Linked DNA regions of Rattus norvegicus: regions 1 and 3 are each linked to region 2. A link is a contact called in public Hi-C data. All regions are on one chromosome and are shown on one strand. The core of a region is the stretch at or near the end of the contact, and the rest is flanking DNA. Distances in the headings are between cores, read along the strand shown. Region 1 overlaps LOC120096338 (a long non-coding RNA gene). Region 2 holds the start of Hlx (H2.0-like homeobox). Region 3 has its middle 210 kb from the start of Dusp10.

What was found. A called contact is a pair of places that touch in the nucleus more often than the background predicts.
Region 1: a contact with region 2 is called in a Hi-C map of Schwann cells, with 4 times the contacts expected there. The contact joins the enhancer-like site here to the promoter of Hlx in region 2. A contact is called at or near these places in 9 of 12 Hi-C or Micro-C datasets (the A7r5 cell line, the Rat2 cell line, Schwann cells and 5 more).
Region 3: a contact with region 2 is called in a Hi-C map of the A7r5 cell line, with 8 times the contacts expected there. The contact joins the enhancer-like site here to the promoter of Hlx in region 2. A contact is called at or near these places in 11 of 12 Hi-C or Micro-C datasets (the A7r5 cell line, the Rat2 cell line, Schwann cells and 7 more) and 1 of 1 datasets of contacts at active chromatin or transcription factors (oligodendrocytes).

Annotation. Positions count from the first base shown.
Region 1 is chr13:98,540,811-98,544,351 of GRCr8, forward strand. LOC120096338 (a long non-coding RNA gene) reads left to right here. Exons shown (of 5, transcript XR_010057117.1): 2 at 1-3,315. Among named protein-coding and RNA genes, the nearest start is that of Hlx, 270 kb to the right of the region's middle. Within about 2 kb of position 2,076, at least 6 of the 93 cell types and tissues checked have an H3K27ac peak or open chromatin away from gene starts, as enhancers often do.
Region 2 is chr13:98,815,935-98,819,445 of GRCr8, forward strand. Hlx (H2.0-like homeobox) reads right to left here and starts at 1,330. Exons shown (of 4, transcript NM_001077674.1): 1 at 426-1,330. The coding sequence starts at 1,008.
Region 3 is chr13:98,355,794-98,358,890 of GRCr8, forward strand. No RefSeq gene overlaps it. Among named protein-coding and RNA genes, the nearest start is that of Dusp10, 210 kb to the left of the region's middle. Within about 2 kb of position 1,623, at least 9 of the 93 cell types and tissues checked have an H3K27ac peak or open chromatin away from gene starts, as enhancers often do. A contact at or near this core is called in the A7r5 cell line, where this site is marked.

The sequences.
Region 1 (3,541 bases), core at 826-3,325, 270 kb before region 2:
TGTGTGTGTGTGAGAGAGAGAGAGAGAGAGAGAGAGAGAGAGAGAGAGAGATATCTTGGAGAAAAAGATGGAGATCTTGATGTGTCAAAATCATGAGCTTCCTAGGGTGATAAAAACCAGCTCGGTTTCAACTTGGAAGCTATGAGTCTAACTGAATTTAAGGGGAGTGACAAAAACCAAACGGAATTTAAGAATATCTGGAAAGATATTCTTGTTGGGTGGTCAATGATAGAGGTAGGGTCATTTCAGGTAGCCCAGGTTGGCCTTGAATTTGCTATAGAGCAGGGGCTGGTCTTCAACTCCTGATGCTCCCCATGACACCTCCAAAGCAATAAACTTTCACCACTACGTTCCTGTCTCATTCTCTGTTTTCAATTTTTCGCATTCCCTTTCTGAGGTAGGTTTTCAATATAGCCCAGGCTGATCTAGCACTATTGCGAAGCCCAGGCTGCTAAAAGGATACTTTAAAAATAAGTAAATGTAGCTTTAAGGTCCATCCCATGAGATGGACCCCCACACCTGACACTGTTAAAGTGGCCAAGAGCCTGAGACTAGACGGTCCTCGGGCCTAGTAGAAAGCCTGCTATTGTCATTCTGCTATGGACGATAGCAATGAAATGACTCCTACTGCTATGTTCACAGCTCAGAGCGTTGCTCGGCATCAGCAGAAAAGAGCCTCTTCTTGCAGTAGAAGATGGATAACACATTAGAGCCCTGCCCTCAAGGTTCAGAGAGCTGTGTAGAAGAGGGGCGGAAGGATTATAAGAGCCAGACATGGTGGCTGACTCTAAGGAAACAGTGTCTTCCAGACACCACAGGACTGAGGCACACGTGAATGCATAGAGGCCGTGGCAGTGCACACAGGTCTAAGGCAGAGGAGTCCAGAACTGAGAGGGGAGTGGACATAGGGCTCCATGCCGACCCAAGAAGCTATTTGTAATTGCTACTTGCTGGGAAAGAGAAAAATCAGTTTTCTCCAATGGACTGTCACTGGGTATATCAACCACTCTCCAGGGCAGGCCTTGGGGCCAAGAGGAGTGACCAACATGAACCAGACATAGTGGTTGGTGTGTGTTGGGGGGTTTGTTTTGGCATTTTTTTTGTATTATTGGGTTTTTGTTTGTTTTAATTTACATTTTTCATTTTTGTTCTTGTCATCTGAGAATAGGAGAGAGAGTGAGAGAGAGAGTGAGAGAGAGTGAGAGAGAGAGAGAAAGAGAGAGAGAGAGAGTGAGAGAGAGAAAGAGAGAGTGAGAGAGAGTGAGAGAGTGAGAGAGAGAGAGATGAGATGTGGGAGAAATTAAGGAGGGGAAATAAGATCTAAACATATTACATGGAGCTGGAGAGATGGCTCAGTGGTTAAGAGCTCTGATTGCTCTTCCAGAGGTCCTGAGTTCAATTCCCAGCACCGACATGGTGGCTCACAACCATCTGTAGTGGGATCTGATGCCCTCTTCTGGTGTGTCTGAAGACAGCTACAGTGTACTCAAATAAATAAAGTAAATAAATCTTTTAAAAAAACAGAACATAGTGTTTGAAAAACATTATTTAAAAAATTAATAAACGAGGTACAAAGAACTTGAATTGTTAGGGTTTGTTTGCCTAAAATATTAGGAAACATGCTTCTTCAGATTTGCAAGGATCGTGGGTTAGCACTTTTTTCTCTGGAGCTCTGAATGCAAGGACAGCACCATCTGCAACTCTGCCCTCAGATGCAGCGATGCCCACTGTGCTTCACGCTCTGAGGTAGCTCTGAGCAGCTCACATGCACACAGCGGTAGCGATGCCCAGTGCGCCTGACACTGTGTTAGCTCTGAGTAGCTCAGGAGCACACAGCGACTGCTTTCTCAGAACCTGACTCTTGTGTTGTCCTCAACCCAAACCCTTCCCACTTCCCTTCAGGAAGAATGACACAATTACAGCTCCAGGAGGGCTTCTGCTCCCCAGTATTTGAAATCCTCAAACTGCTTCATTTACTTGTTAGCAATAAAGCAAAATTGCACAGTTAAAGAAAATTGTTGAGACTATAAAAGCGCTTGGCTCTTCTCCCCCAATCCAGAAGGTACTGTGTGTTCTTTGGATCTCAGACAACGCTTTGGGCAGCTCCAGATAAGGTATCCAATAACTGCACTTCGTGTCCTCATTTTTCTTGCCCTCATTCCAGAAAAAGTTGGACAGCTGCCTCCGGAATAATTTTATTGTGAGGAAAGTTATTATGAAAACATACTCCGCTGGTTTTCACTGACCTCCAAAACACACTCCCTAATTAAGTGCAAATGGGAACTGACTTGGAGCAGGTTGTCTCTGATTTTGGACTTGGGAGCATTCTTAAAGTTTATGAACTCTATACGCGAGCTCTGTCTGCCAAACGAGGAATTTCTTATTTCATTTGGTGACTGCTCTGAGGTTATATAACGCTTCCCCCAAAAGCCCTGGATGCTGAAGATGCGTAAACCATCTGTCTACGTTGAAAAGTCAGAGAGAGAGAGAGAGAGAGAGAGAGAGGAGACAAGAAAGAAAGAAAGAAAGAAAGAAAGAAAGAAAGAAAGAAAGAAAGAAAGAAAGAAAGAAAGAGAGAGAGAAAGAAAGAAAAAGAAAGAAGGAGAATTCATTGCCCCAGCGATCTGTCTCCGGGAACAACTAATTATTTATCCAGAGGAATTTCCTCATGGCTTTTTATTTTAATATTGAGTTCCTACATAACCGTAAAATTTTACAGTACTGAAGAGGCAATGATGGTATTCATGCCCTCACGTCTTTTTATAGGAGCCTATTTGGCTTTAATATTTAAAGAAACCCGAGGACCTGGCAGAGGGAAGTGTGAGAAGAGGCCCAGAGGAGGCAACTTGTGCTTCACCTCTGGCCTCCCGTCTTTCCCTTCCCCAGCCAGCAGGGGACAGTAGTAATAGAAGAAGGGAAGCTGCTTCCTTCTTGGAATATGAAGAGACATAAACAAGGAGAAATGATGAAAGCTGAAGGGATTTCTCTGACCTTCTCTGGTCCTCCTCGGCAGAGTTAAGCCTCAGGTGGATTAACTTCCGGGTCCTCCGCCTGCTAACTTAGGTTGTGGCAGATATTTGCACGGCAGCAGTTAAGTGTCAGTCTCTGAGCCCACACTCTGCCAAGCCGTGTCCAAAGATCATATTATCCAGCCTTTTGACGAGGAGAAACGAGGCCGATGAGCATTCTGATGTCTTGAAGGTAAAGAAACTGAGGCTTAAAGCCGTGCGCAGATTGTTCAAGGTCACACAGCTAAAGCTGCAACCCGGAGTAACGAAAGAGTACAGAGTTCAAAGTTTCTCATCATTGACCCAGGTACCAAGCTTTATCTGAAAATTTGCTTCCTTTGTTTTCCTTCTTTTTTTTTTTTTTTCTTTTTTTCTTTTTTTTTTTTTTCCGGAGCTGGGGACCGAACCCAGGGCCTTGCACTTCCTAGGCAAGCGCTCTACCACTGAGCTAAATCCCCAACCCTGTTTTCCTTCTTTAACTTTTAACAGCAACTTCCTATGTAGTTCAGGCTGACCTCGAACCTGGGATCCTC
Region 2 (3,511 bases), core at 80-2,579:
CTACAAACCCTATATTTATACCCTTCAGGCCCCCCACTCAGCCTTCTCCCGTCAAGAGCTTAGACTAGCCGGTTTGCTTTTCCCGCAATTCTTAAGGATTTTACCGGAAATCAAATAAATGCAAAGTGTCCCGATGCTGAGATTTCCCTGTCAGAAAGATCTAGGTCTTTCTGCACTTATTTCATTCAAAAGGTGGATCGCACACACTTTTGCAAAACTTTTGTTTGTGCTGTTAAAGCAACCCGAAAGTATTTTTTTTAAAACATGGAATAGTTGACTTTTACATGTCACACAGTCTTCTTTAATTTCGTTTTCATCACCCTCATTCTACCGTTTTGTCTTTAAATATAAAAGCACCCCAAACCAACATGACATCAGGCCGTCTTTGGTGGTTGTGAGGCCTGAGGCCTTCCAGCAATACGTACCTCTCAGAGTGTTGCCTTCCTTGACTTTTGGGTCAAATTCTGCAGACAAAATTCGGTCAATACCAAATTTGAGGTCTTTGCTGGAGGGGGCAGGGGCGGAGCCGCTATGGTGGGGGACCACCCGCGTCCCCGAAGTCGGCGGCTGCAGGGAGCCCGCCCGGGGTGGAGGCGGGGGCTGTTGCTGCGGCTGCTGTTGCTGCGTTGGTGGTTGCTGCGGGAGATGCTGGTGGTAGGCGGCAGAGAGCGGAGACAGCCGCTGAGGGAATCCAGCCGGGACTTCTGAGGGCGCCACCACCGGGGTGGGACGGAGCGGGGATCTGGCGGCAGCTTGGAAGGAAGCGTGCGGGTGCACGGAGCCCAAGTGTGCGGTGAGGGCTGCCGAGGCCCCCACCAGTCCCTCTGCAGCGGGTCCCGGCTCCCCGACGCCGGCGTGCAGGATGTCCGCGATGCAGAAAGAGGGTTTCTTGACAGCGGCCGGGTCCAAGGCGAAGGAGCAGCCGCCCGGGCCCGCGGAGGAGCAGTAGGCGGCTGACCAGAGACTAAAGTTGGAAGCGTAGAAGGGAGCCAGGCCGGCTGCGAACATCCTGGCAGGATCCCGGCGGGGTCTTGGGTGAGTGGGGAAGTGGGTGGGTGCTCGGGGAGAGGCGGTGTCCCAGCCCAGCCCGAGCTGCTTTCGCTTCTCCGCTCGCCCCGAAGCGGAGGGCCAGCCCGGGAGCCCTAGCGCCACCGAGGGACGTGGCGAGGGCCCGATCGCCGCCCGCCACGGCCTGGGCCCCTGGCTTGGCTTGAAAGGCGGCGCGGCGGGCAAGCTCTCCGTCCGGTGGATGGAGGCGATCGCCCGGCGCTGGGGCGAGGCGGCGGACGCGGCCTCGTTCTGCTACTCCGCAGAAGCCGGGGAGACAGGGGCCCGACACCGAAAGAAAAACCCAAACAGCTAAGCCCTAAGAGCTAAATTTAAAACAACAATAATCATCCGTTAGTTTAAAAAAAAAAAAAAGGAAAAAAAAAAAAACTCCTCTCTAAAAACTCCCAAAGTTTTGGCAGGAGCTTTCGAGTCAGACCCGGGGTAGGACCTTGATCCGTGCGCTCATTGGCTGTCTTCGTGACCAATGGGACTCCGGAGTGGAGGGGAATTGGGAAAGAGGGGGCGTGGCCCCACGCTCAGCCACGCCCTGGCCACGCCAAAGTGTTTTCTGCGGCCGCGTGGGCTGAGCAGAGTCCTGAGAGTATCTGGGAGCCGCTTAGGGGCCGAAAGTCGACTCCTAGGGCCTCTGGCTGTCCTCTATCCCCTGCAGCTCGGGGACCCGCCACCCGCAGAGCCTCGGAGTCCGTCTCAGGAGTTTTTCTGGAGCTGCGAAGGAGGAGATCACTGAGGCTCCTGTACTCTGATGTACTGCACCCCCTAACCCCCAAACGCCCCAACAGACCACGCTGGCGGTCCACAGGCTGTCCCTTCCGTATTCTGCTCTCACGCGATTTTCCTTCTCTCTACTTTTCTCCAAGTGCTTTTATCACAAGTCCTAGGTAAAGGCCTCCATCTTCTCAGCGCCCCTACAACCCAAAATCCCGACCCAAATCTACTATAGTCCGCTGGCCTCTCAGCTCACGGGAGCTCCTCCGAGAAGCCAGGAGGAGGGCCGGCCGCAAATTAGTTTTATTCTGAGCTGTCATTCTAGTGACAACTTGAAAGAGTGACTTTTCAAACAAAATAAGATAGATGGCTCCAAACGTCTCCCTTAGACAGAGCCAAACTTTTGCCCCGAGCCTCGGAATCAACAAGGAGTGCAGCCCCGGGAGAGCAGCACGCGTGTCCCCTCTCTGCACCTTATAGGAAGTGCCACCCTCCGCGGCCACCACATCCCCGGGTCACGTGGGGTCCTACATTTTGCAAGTGCCAGGGAGCGGTTGCCTCTGAGATTAAATGCCTACTTTTAATTCGGTGGCAGTTTTTTCCAGGATCCGCTCTGGCCTGTTGGCGGGAGGCACTGTCCGAGCCTCTACAGCCAGCGCCTTCCATTCTCACTAGGGGTCTTTAGAACTCAGGCCGGGTGTAGTGGGGGTTTTCTGTCGCATCCATATCTCTATTTTAAGAATTCGTTCTCTTTTAAATTATAGTCAGAATGGATTTCCCCGCCCCTCTCCCAAACAGACCACAGGCCATCCAGATGAGCTGTTGTTGAGCATTTCAGGAAGAAAACAAAATAACGACAATAACGAAACCGCCAAATCTTTTGTTTTCGATTGTCCAAATGAGTGTCTCCGGAATGATAGCTCAAGGCAGGCTTATTTCCCCCTCAGCAATAAGATACCAAAAACCTGAAACCGCCAGGGAACTGCCAGGTTACTATCAGCTCAGATTGACGTGGGCTCCTGAGTTGATGTCTAACAGCTTCGGAGCTTTGGTCGCCGGTGTTGTCATCATTAGCGGACGCCTTTCTCCCGGACAGCAATCAGTGGCTAATCAATCACAGGATATGATGTCCCAGCATCAGGGACAGGGGCACTATATCAAGGGATGGAGGAATACAGACAGTTGAGGGCAGCGGTGCCTGGGACGAGAGGGGCCGGAAGTCCTGTCTAGCAAGGGGTGGACTTGTAACAAGTACAGGGGCCACCGGAGGCTGTATTTGGGCTAAAGATCTAGTGTGATGCGGTGTGAGACCGGTTTATTAACTTCACTGGGCATTAGAGAGAGAGAGCAAGTCACTTGTCTAGGGAGAGAGTATCTAGGCTGCCCTGCTCTCTGGTTTTTTCTAGCAGCCTTTGTAATTCGGTTGCGATTCCAGTTTAACCTCAGACGTCCAGACAGCGAGGGGCCTATAGCCAAGTCCCAGTTCAAAACCGCGCTTCGCTCAGAGGCCTGCACCTTCTCCTCCTCCTCTAGAAATAAAGCTCCCACCTCCTTCCCCTCTTTGCTCTGTTTGCTGAACTGGAGTTGTGAGTGTAGAACCCTGGTGCTCTAGGCGTCTGGCAGCGTGCACAACCCGCCCGCAGTTAGAAGCCAGGAGTGCCCTGCAGCTCAAAGGCTAGACTGCAAGGGCTGCTTCTCCCGCAGCTCAATGCTTTACAAGCTGCGTCGCCTCCGA
Region 3 (3,097 bases), core at 373-2,872, 460 kb before region 2:
ATCCATTGCTTCACTGAACTGTTTAAACTAAGAGGATTTTCTTGTAACAAAGGAGGGCTTTCAATATCTCTTCCCATTCTTTTCCGGAGGAAAACAAAATCATTGACCTGTTAGACCCTGAATATACATCACCCCCTCTTTCCCTGTGTGTGTGTGTGTGTGTGTGTGTGTGTGTGTGTTACATGAAGGTGGGAGACCTATGTCCCTCTTGCTACAACAAGGATGCTGTGTCCCCAAAAACACAAACAGGAAGGTGGGGCTGTGTGACCTGACACCACAGACACAGTAGCAAGCGTATAACAAAGGAACAGAAAGACCTACAGTTATACCACAAGAGATCCAGCCATGTTGATTACACTATACCTTCTGGGATAGCAGGGGAGGAGACCAGTGAATCTTCAACCATGGTGTGTCACCTCAGCGGACACTTTGACCCGACTGCAGGCATGCGTTGCTTGGACGCATGTCTTGGCTCCTCCTTTACAGATAGAATGGCAGCAGCGGGGATCTAGGTGTTCTATCCTTGCCCGAGAATGAATGTCTACACAGTGTTCAGGGACTCTTTTCAGCCAGCTTCCAGAAGCTTCAACAAGAACAGACGAGGAACCAGAATAGACAGGGCAGGGTCAGAAGAGGCTTTCTGGTTTCTTTCAGGTATATACATATTTTCTTGGAGCGTTCATCTTTCAGTCCCATGCTTAGCTGTGGTACAGGGTCACACCCGGCCTGGGGCCACACTTTGATGATCGAGATGGTTGTTTCTGTAGTGCCAAAGGAGTTCACACTTCTTTTTTAAAACTTTATCTGCATTTATTTTGTGCTGAATTTATGTCTGTGCCATGAGTTTCTGTTCCTTCAGTTTCTTCTGGGATATCTTTTTCTTCTGTGCAGCCTCCTCTTCTGGCTTTGGAACAGTCTGTTCCTTCTCAGTGAGGATCATCTCGATGTGGCAAGGGGAGCTCATGGATGGGTTAATCCGGCCATGAGCTCTGTAAGTTCATCAGTGTTCACCTGGATGTGTTCAATGACTACAGAATCTACATCTACACCCTTACTTCAGCATTACTCTCTGCATTTTTAAGCACATGCAGCAAAATTCAGCACTCTTTTTTGGCCACCATCCCTGTGTCCAGCCCCACTGTATGGCCTGGGCACACCAACCAACTCCACCATTATACCACCATAATGGCACACATTGCTTCTTTAAAGTAACATCCTGCAGATACTTGGTGGCTTTGCAGATATGCACACCTTTGATGGCCTGGGCAGTTTTCTTGGTGTTTTTAAAGTGGACGTGAAGGTTTGGACTTCTTGATTTGCATGATTTTGTGGGGTTCTCTGGGTCAAGAGGGTAGCAAACCATGTTCACAGGTCACCTCTGGCGGCTTACAGGAAGAGAGAGCTCACACTTTTGACATTTCTTCTTTACTCCACCAAAGAAAACAGAAGCATCTTGTAGTCGGCAGAGGAAGTACAGGCGTTTTGAGGTGAAGATCAAGCACTTTCCCCAAACACTTGGCCAAGAGATTTTAGTCACTTAAAAACTATTAGTGTGTTGCTCTGGCCAACTTCAGAGACCTTGTGACTCGGAACTTTCCCAGAGCTGATGTAACTGTTCTGGAAGTCTCTCGACTTGAACTTAAGAGTTACTTCCACACAGCTGCGCTATGTCCACCTTCCACAGCAATCTGGGCCCAGAAAGCAGGGAAGGAATCGGGATGGGAAAAACCCAAACTAAACTCTGAGAGCAAGAATCACAGAACAATCCTGGGTTGTAGTTCCAGTCATTGGCCACCAGGGGTCTGTCTTCCCACAAGGAGCTGTGCGCAGAGGGCGTGTTTCTGGGACTGTGAAAACCCAAAGCATTCCTGGATGTTTGTGGTACATCCAGATGTTGGTTGTAAAGGTGCAAAAACAAAAAGAGTTCTCAAAGCCAGGACAAATACTGTGCAGCTTCTCGTTTAAGTATTTAAATAGAGTAGCAGATGGATCTTGTGCCAATCCTTGGGAGAACGACGGAGCAGTAGGTGGCCCAGAAAAAAGTTAAAATCCAGGCCATCTGTTCCTGGATCTCTTTCAACCTCACCTGGTTTTCACTCTCACCCCTGTGCCCGCGCTGCAGCTGAAAAATATCATTACCAAAAAGTGTGGGGAGAATTTTTGTTTGTCTGTCCTAGCCCCCAGAATTGGGAGTGGCCCTGCACTAGAATTGGGTAACCCAAGCACGATTTGACATTTAAAAATTACACATTTAAGGCCATTCCCGGGAACAAGAACTGTCTCTTGCGATCTGTTAAGAAACTCTGCAAATTAAAGAGTTTCAGCGGCCGCGGTTGTAGGGGGTGTCTCTCTAGTATTTTTAGTTGCTTTGTTTTCTTTTGAACTAGCCAAAATATTTTCATCACTTAAGAAATTATCTCCTTCATTCTCTTTCTACTCTGAAAATTTCTGAGAGTTCACTTTTTACACTTTTAATTAAATTTTGAAAAGATGTGGCTCTATAGTCAGCTAGTATAGGAGGAGTGGTTTACTAGAAGTAACTGTTACTCCATCTAAATATCATAGTGGACTCTAGGGCAGCCAGCCTTGTTGGGCCTGAGGAGCTCGTTCCCTTTGGGGGATGCTCTTTTCCCTTGGTTTTATTTGTTGACGCTGGTGCCCTTGGGACATTGGACTCAGTTTATCTAGTCTCAGTTTATCTAGTGTTTGTACCCATCAGGGCTGTTTATACCAGGAACAAAACCTTAGAGAAGGTGTGCCTCCCCACCTCTGCCTTCTTAATTCTAGTCCTTCAAACACATAGAGATGCCTTCGTAACAGTTCCGGCTCCTCCCAAATCACGTGGTGGTCCTTAACCTGATTTCTTACAATGTATGCAGCTGTTTGCCAATCTATTATGCACTGAGAACTTCATGCTGTGGCTGAAATTAAAATGGAGACAGCATTCTGCTCTCTCAAAAAGATACCAAACCGGTGAAAAGAATTCTAAAAGCTTATTTTAAAGATGTATACATTGTTGTGAGCACATGTATGCGTGTGTGTATGTGTGTGTGTGTGTGTGTGAGAGAGAGAGAGAGAGAGGGAGAGAGAGAGAGAG